Linked DNA regions of Ovis aries: region 2 is linked to region 1. The links are chromatin contacts, called in public Hi-C maps. All regions are on one chromosome and are shown on one strand. The core of a region is the stretch at or near the end of the contact, and the rest is flanking DNA. Distances in the headings are between cores, read along the strand shown.

Region 1 (4,297 bases), core at 738-3,237:
CCGAGACCCAGAGCTCGCCAGCAGCCTTTCATTCAACGTTTGGGGGGGCACATGGACACCACCTCCATCAGAATCTTTCTAGAAATGAGCCCTTCGGACATACCGGGGGTACGGGTTGTGGAAAGACCCCTCACACAGCCGTGGACCCCTCAGCCTGACTCATGGGTGAGCACAAGCCCTTTGCCCTCCTAGGCCACAGGGAGCGGTTAGATTTTCCAGGCCGTTTTTTTTTTTTTGGTGATGGTTGGATTTGAAAGAGATGGGGGATGGGAGGAGCTGCTTTCCTCCCCTTGGGTACCAGCTGGAGGGGCTAGCTGAAGTGGCAGGCCTGGACTTCAACCCACCAGATCCTCCCAATGGCCTGTCCCAGCCTATCATTCATTGACTCATCCATTCGTTCATTATTCATTCATTCATTCATTCAACAAACACGTATTCATGCTTACCATGCTTGCCACACAGAGAGGAAGACGGGGATGAATGCAGTCTGAAATAGGTCATGGGCCCTGATCCAACCCCAAGGCCCCTCCAGGGTCCCACAGAGGGTGTCAGCACAGTCTTCACCGTCCCCACCCCCCAGTCCCCATCCCCTGTCAGGAGAACTGCCAGGGCCACCCCAATTCAGACACTGTGCCATGATCTGAGCCCAGGGCTGGGGCCACAGTCCCCAGCACCCCCTCTCAGCATGCCAACAGAGAATCAGGTGGCAGGGAGGCAGGCAGGCCTTCCCACCCGACCTGCCTCCTCTGCTGGGCTCACAGGTCGCCCACACCTCCCCGTCCACCCCAGGATCTGGGCTCTGCCAGATGGACAGCCCAAGCTCATCGTGTTTGGCCTCAGCCCTCAACACACTGCTAACAGGCTTGGCCAGTTTTAACTCAAGCCAAAGGTGGAGGCGGCAGTCTGGGTGCGGAGGGGGCCAGTGGGGGGCACAGAGAAATGGAGGGGGAATGCTGATCCAAACAGAGAGGGTGGGCATGGCGGGGAGGGCACACGGTAGCCTTTGAACCACCCAAGAGGCCGGCGCTCCCCCCTGACTGGCTTAGCTGCCTGCACCCCCACCCCCCACCCGCTTTCTTTGTAGTTACCGATTAGCCCGAGATCCTGAGCATCCGTGTCCCCCGCGGCCGGCTGGACCTGCCCCGCCGGCCTGGCTTTGTGAAAATGACCAAAGCAATGAAATCCAGTGGTGCAAACTTCCCCGACGGGGCCTGGGGAGGCCAAATGAATGGGGGGGGGGGGCACAGGGAGGGGTGGCAGTGTTCAGGCAGCTTCCCAGCAAAGGGGCAAGAAAGAGTGGGTGAGGGAGGGAGGAAGGGGTGGGGGTCTAGAGGGAATAAGAGGGAGAGGGAGAGAGGGAAGGATGCTGGGGGTGGGGGAGGATGGGAGGTAGGGGGAGATGAGAGAGGAGAGAAAAGGGAAGAGAAGAGAGAGAGAGGGAGAGGGAGAGAGAGACAGAGAGAGAGAATGCCGGAAGGTGGGGAGGGAGGGAGTGGAGGCGGAGGAGGGGAGGGGGCCAGCTCGGATCTGTCAGCTGCACCCCCAGAGGGGGGAGGAGGGGGTGGGTAGAACGGGGTTGGGGGGGGGAAGAAATGATGCCGTGGCAGTGGCAAGCGGAGGGAGGAGATGAGGAGAGGTTGGTGGCGGGGAGAAGATGCCGGAAGGTGGGGTGGGGAGGCCGAGGGAGGAGAGGAGAGGGGAGGGGAGCGAGCCGGGCGCCCACCTTTGTGCATGCCCGTGTAGGGGTCTTTGAGCACCGTGAGCTCATAGATGCGGCCGAACTGCTCGAAGAGCGGCTTGAGATCCTTCTCGTCCAGGTTGCGCGGGATCTGGCCCACGAACAGCTTGATGGCGTCCAGGTCCTTCGTGCCGTCGGGCTGCCCCCCGGGGGGCTCGGGCCCGCTGCTGCCCACGGGCGAGGGCCGCGGCTGCAGGAGCTGCTGCTGCTGCCGGCGCGCCTCGCTCTCCGTCAGGCGGGCCATGGCGGGCGAAGGCGGGCGGCGGGCGCGGGACCGAGCCGGCGGCGGCGGCGGCGGCGGCGGGCGGCGGGCGGACTCGCAGCTGGAGCGACGGACACCGCCTCCCGCCTCCCTCCCGCCCGGTCCCCGCGCCCTCCTCCCTCCTCCGCGCGCCCGCTCGCGCCAGCATCAGGACCACAAAAGGGCGGCTCCGCAGCGGCCCCTGGCGGCCAGAGCGCGCCTCGCCGCGGCGGCGCCCCCGCGCGCATCGTCTATCCCGAATCGCACATCCTGCATCCCAGACAACCGGCATCCCGCCTGGCCGCCCAGTCCGGGCCGGTAAACTGAGGCCAGCGGGCTCGTAACCCTTGCCTTCTGGGTGCGTGACGGCAAATCTTTAGGCAGGACCGACCGGGCTTCGAGGTGGCTCGAAGTCTTCCCATTGATAACACCAGAAAAACACAAAAAGTAGCACACAGTTCTATAGGGCGCTCACTTGGCTTTTACAGGACTGTCCATGGAATGTTTAAGCAGACAGAATAATAACCTTAATAATAACAAAAATAACAGCAACAAGGAAGAGCATTTTTATAATACTGTGCTCAGCACTTTTAAGCTTGTAACTTACGGAACAGAAACAGCGATCTTTGTGTTCTATCCTCAGCAACACTTTTGGTCACACTTGCCACGGGCACATACTGTTCAAAATATTTAGAAAGAAATGATGTATTTGGGCCAAGGTCTCTATGGGCATCACGCCACCCCTGCTAAAACTCTCCATCAAAACCACAAGGAGGTTGTCACCTCACACTGGCCATCAAAGAGCCTACAAGTAATAAATGCTAGAGAGGGTGTGGAAAGAAGGGACCCCTCCTACACTGTTGGTGGGAATGTAAATTGGAGCAGTCACTATGGAGAACAGTATGGAGGTTCCTCAAGAAGCTGAAAATAGATCTATCATATGATCCAGCAATCCCATTCTTGGGCATATATTTGGAGAAAACTTGAATTTGAAAAGATACACGCATTCCAAAGATACATAGCAGCACTATTTACAATAGCCAAGAAATGGAAGCAAGCTAGATGTCCATCAACAGATGAATGGATAAAGATGTGGTATGCATGTCTGTGTATACACACACACACACACACACACCCCAGAATACTACTCAGCCATAAAAAAAGAATGAAATAATGACATTTGCAGCAACATGGATGGATGTAGAGATTATCATACTAAGTGAAGTAAGTCAGGCAGAGAAAGATAAATATCATATGATATCACTTAAATGTGGAATCAAAAACAAAATGAGGCAAGTGAACTTATTTACAAAACAAATAGACTCACAGATATAGGAAACAAATTTATCGTTACCAAATGGGAAGGAGGGTATAAGTTAGGAGTTTGGGATTAGTAGATACAATAAATTATATTATCTATATTAGTAGATATTAGTATTACATTATTTATATTCGTAGCTATATATCTATATTATATCTATATAGATATATAATGTATTTATATATAATTAGTAGATATATAAAATAGATAACAAGAACCTACTCTATAGTACAGGGAACTATATATATTCAATATTTTGTAACAATTTATAATGGAAGAGAATGTGAAAAAGAATATATACATATACATATGTACACAGCCACCTTGCTGTACACCTGGAACTAACACAGCATTGTAAATCAACTACAATTCAGTTTTTTAAAATATCCAAAGATGTCTCCAAATTAAAGCCTGAGTCTTTCCTGCACCACCTCCCTGCCCTCCCCTCCACCTTCTCTCTCCCTTCCTCAGTCTGCTCCAGACACACGTACCACTTCACTGTTCCTCCAACACATGAGGTGTGGTGCTGCCTCAGGGCCTTTGCACAACTGTGCCTGGAATGCCCTTCACCCAAATGGTACATGGTCTGCTCCTTCAACCTCCCATCACTTTCTGTGTCTACCTGATCTAAGATCATTTAGCCACCATTACTTCGTTTCTCAGGCTTCCTTTTTCTTCCATAGCATTTATACTCATGATAATTTAATTAATTCTAATATGTTATGTTCGGTTCAGTTCAGTCACTCACTCGTGTCTGACTCTTTGTGACAACATGGACTGCAGCACGCCAGGCTTCCCTGTCCATCACCAACTCCTGGAGCTTGCTCAGACTCACGTCCATTGAGTTGGGGATGCCATCCAACCATCTCATCCTCTGTCATCCACTTCTCCTCCTGCCTTCAATCTTTCCCAGCATCAGGGTCTTTTCAAATGAGTCAGTTCTTCATATCATTACATATTTATTGATTGATTAATAAGTCACTTTGCTCTCTCTCCA
Region 2 (4,106 bases), core at 1,074-3,573, 170 kb after region 1:
GATAGAGAACATTCCTAACATCATGGAAAGTTCCAGAAGACAGCACACACTGGAACATAAACTGCTGAACTGACCAACTGTGGCCTGAAGAAACATCTCCTTAATTTAAATATGGAATTGCTTGTTTTCACAGCAAGGTTTTTATTAATTAAGAAAAACTCACATGGGCTTCCCTTGTGGTTCAGTGGTGGTTCAGTGCAGGAGACATGGGTTCAGTTCCTGGCCAGGGAAGATCCCACATGCCTCAGAGCATCTGAGCCCAGGTGCCACAGCTCTGAGCCTGAAAGCCACAACTACCGAGTCCTGTGCTCTGCAAAGAGTAGCCCCCACTGGCCACAACTAAAGAAAGCCTGAGAGCAGCAACAAAGACCCAGCATAGCCAAAAATAAAAAATAAAAGTGTCTATGACTGAATTCCATTTAAAAGAAGAAAAACACACGAAGATGGGGCTCAGTGGGTTCTTTGCATTGCCTAAAGCAAGCAAAGTAGAGGCGGTGTCCCCTAACCCGGATTATGAGACTAAACACAACAGCCTTTCCAGGTGGCTCCAGACGGGCTGACAGGTGGGGGCGGGGCTCACCAAGCCGTAAGCGAGGTCCACCTGCGTCGTCAAGTGAGTGGGGAACCTGGTGGGGAAGACAGACCTGCTGGAAGTTGAGGCCTCAAGACCCTTCCCCAGAATGAACCCTGCCCTCAGTCCCCCAGCAGGGCAGTTCCATTAAGGGAGCTAGTCCCTTCCACGTGCCACACTGAAGGCAGTGTCAAGACGAACGAATAATGCAGTATTTTATAAAATATAATTGAATGTGAGCAAATTCACACTGAACCATACACAGTCAAAAACTGAAATGAAAGCCAGGATTGGTATTACTGGCTTTCCTTTCCTTCTGCTTCACCCTCCAACATGGTCGCTGCCCACACTGGTCCTGCATTTTGGGCCATGGAGACAAAGTTTGGGTTCTTTCCCCCTATGAGACTTCAGGCCACAGTGGTGCCTCTAGCCCCCGGGGATTGTCCTCACCTGGGGAAATGCTGCTTGAGCTGATCCAGGATGTCCTGATAGTTCCGGGCTGGAAGGTTGGCCTCAGGATGTGCCTGGAGAAGTCAAAGTGGGGGATGAATGAAACCCACAGACTGCCAGCATACTTGCTGTCAGGTCATCAGCCTCAGAGAGGGCAGGGTGGGACCTCCTGAGACCTGAAGGTCATTTGCTCTCTCTCTGTTATTACTTAAGTACCCACACAGTATCTTCCATCTTGATTCTTGGCATAAAGTTGAAAATATTTACTTTCCGGCCTGTTATGGAAGCTTGCCGGCCCCTGGCCTAAACTGTTAGAAGTGGTTTTCTCTGGGAAGTAATGGGGTCAGGGGCAGGAAAGGGGAAGGGACTTGTAAAATATTAACTGAATAGATGATGTAGCCAGGTGTTTATCACCTGGGTGATAAAATGTTTAATTTTAAAACGAAAGTGCCTTAAAGTATGATGGCTTAGTATCCCCAGCTTAAAGGCCTGGCCAGCCAGCCCATGTCTCTCCCTTAGGAGCAGGAGAGAGAGATTTGAGCCCAGCTGCTGCCTCCTCGCCCCTCCCCTAGGGGTAATGCCTCACCATGTTTTGAGGGTGCCCGTGGGGGCTGAGATGACCCCAAGAGGTCACTCTTCAGGCTGCAGTAACAAGGACTTTAGCCAGGGACTCTAAAATTAACAAGGAGATGACAGATCCTGAGCGCAGAAGGCTGATCAGGAACAGAGACACAACCAGCCCCACCCCACCCTTGGCCCACCTTGATCTTCCCTCTAGGACTGAGTCCTGGGCCTCCAATCTCCTAACTGCCAGCACCCGACTGCATTCTCTACATCCGATGTTCATTCATTCACCTCTCTCTGGGGCTTCCAGATGTGCTGATTCCTGGTGGGGAGCCCCCTAGGACTTCACTCTACGAGGTGGGGCGCAGGGTATGGTGCCAAACATATACACTTCCTTCTAGGAGCAGCCAGGGCTGGAGGAACCCCAGAGAAAGATATCAAAGCTCAAATTTAGTTTTGAGACAATTTCCTAAAGCACCGGAGAACATCATTTGGAAAGGGGTTTTGAAGGATGAATAAGAGTTGGCTAGGTGAATTAGAAATTTCTCAGAAGAAAGAGACCTAATCAGTTCTGCGGCACTAAACTCCTTTACTTCTGCCCCTCAGCACCCTTCCCGCCTCCTCCCCAGCCCAGGGACTTTGGGGTCTGCCAAGAGATCTAAAGGCCTATCCACCTCTCTTAGGATGGTGGCCCAGAAGGAAGCCGCCAGGGTCAGCCAAGTTCAGGCGGACAGGAAGCACCCCCCCCTCCCCGGAGGCCAATTGACCCATCGGGCCCGGCCCCGCCCCGCCCCGCCCCGCCCCGCCCCCGCCCCTGCCCGCCCCGGCCCCGCCCCGCCGCCACCTGCACCACGAAGCCGGTCAATGAACTAGCAGCAGCTGCACGTGGGATCGGGCTCCGCAGGCGGCCGCCGGCGGCGCTGACCAATCGTAAGGGCGCTTACCCACGTGGGCCTCAACTCCCGCCTCTGATTGGTCGGCTCTCCTCAGCCGCCGGAAGGACTGTCAATCAGCGGGCCCGGCGCCTGCGCTTAACCCTTGCGGTCCCGAGGTGGGGAAGGGCAGCGTGCAGAGTTGTAAGCAATTTGGGGTCCCGGCAGGGATGAGAATATTTAGTTAAGGCAAGGGGCTTGGGGTCACAAGGTGCAGCTTGAGGAGAGACTGGGAGGTGTGTATTCTTGTTTTGTGAGAAGCCACGTCAATTTTTCGTCCTGCCCTGGAGCGGCTCCTGGCTGAGGGCGAGGCGGGGAAGGGAAGCACTCTCACTCGATCCTTAGATACGGGCTAAACACCTTCTCCTCAGTATTAAATAACGTGTAATGCAAACGAAGCTTCGGTCCCCTTTCTTGGGGAAAATTCAAAGGCTCCCTTTTATCCAGCCTCCTAGGAGGCAAGCCTGGGGCTGTGCATTTTATCAACGAAATTTCCCAGCAGCCCTCCAAGCCCGGGGACTGAGGCTCTGAGAAATCTGAGAACCAAAGGCAGGAACTGCGAAGGCCTTGGAACTGGTACACTTTTCCAGGTTCAAGGCCAAGGAGGGAAGCTTAATTCTACTCTAGGTTTGAGGGTGACCTCAGAGATAAGGGTGGGATGTGTGTGGAGAGGTTCAGGAGTCCTGTTTTTGGTGTGAAATGGCCTGCTTGAGATGGGAAGTGGCCAGTGCAGAGTGTGGGAGTGAGAGGTAAAGTTTGTACCCTCCCCAGAACCTTCGCCCTGGCTGTTCCCTCCTGGGCTGTTCCCCCCGCTGGATACTTCACCTTCAACTCTAGCTCAGAGGTCACCAGTTCAGGAAGGCATCCATCCCCCGGACACAGTTCTTATTTTTCTCCAAATCTGGTTTATATTGAAGCTAATCTTGTAATCTCCGTAGCCCTAAACCCTGCTGTGTTCAAAACTCACACAATGCTGATTCTCCCATGTGTTTGCACCTGGCCACAGGCACTGGGGTGGGGAAGGGGGCGTCCTGGGGAGTGGTGGTGAAGGGGCGCGGGGGTAGGCAGGCTTGGGATTCACACAAACCAGAGAAATCTCCTTCCCCACCAAAGTCCGAGTTTTGTCGTGGAGAGCGGGTAGACGTGGGAGGGAAACGGGTGACTGAGGGTTCTGATCCTAGGACGTGTAGCCCCCAGCGGTTAAGATGTAAACACACAAATTGGGTTCTGTGGCTTGTTTGTGGAGGACAAAGTGAGAGCTGCCATGTATAAGCCTCAAATACAGGTTTTTGCCCACCATCCCTCCACTGGCCCATAATTGAAGTGTATTTTATTTATGGTCCAGCCTGCTAATTGCCTCCCTCTGCGTGCTCCACTCCTCTCCGTGGTTGTAGAGGGTCAGCCGGACACACCAGTTTATTATCCGGGGCTGTCTTGTCTCCCACGATATCCACTGGTTACCTGCGGTTATTTAAATGAAAATGAATTAAAACAAGATAAAATTTCAAACTCGGTTCCTCTGGGGTCACAGGCTGAATCAATGTCAACCGCTCAGTAGCCGCACCTGGCTGGGGACGACTGGCCTCTCT

Evidence for each region. Hi-C and Micro-C count contacts between places; a contact is called where the count stands out from the background.
Region 2: a Hi-C map of tail adipose tissue shows a contact between it and region 1, with 5 times the contacts expected there. The contact joins the promoter of TLE6 here to the promoter of CELF5 in region 1. A contact is called at or near these places in 4 of 16 Hi-C or Micro-C datasets (hypothalamus, mixed tissues and tail adipose tissue).

The regions. Positions count from the first base shown.
Region 1 is chr5:18,409,143-18,413,439 of ARS-UI_Ramb_v3.0, forward strand. It overlaps CELF5 (CUGBP Elav-like family member 5), which reads right to left and starts at 1,988. Exons shown (of 12, transcript XM_042250184.2): 1 at 1,724-1,988. The coding sequence starts at 1,982.
Region 2 is chr5:18,579,125-18,583,230 of ARS-UI_Ramb_v3.0, forward strand. TLE6 (TLE family member 6, subcortical maternal complex member) reads right to left here and starts at 2,324. Exons shown (of 15, transcript XM_042250199.2): 1 at 1,877-2,324; 2 at 1,022-1,095.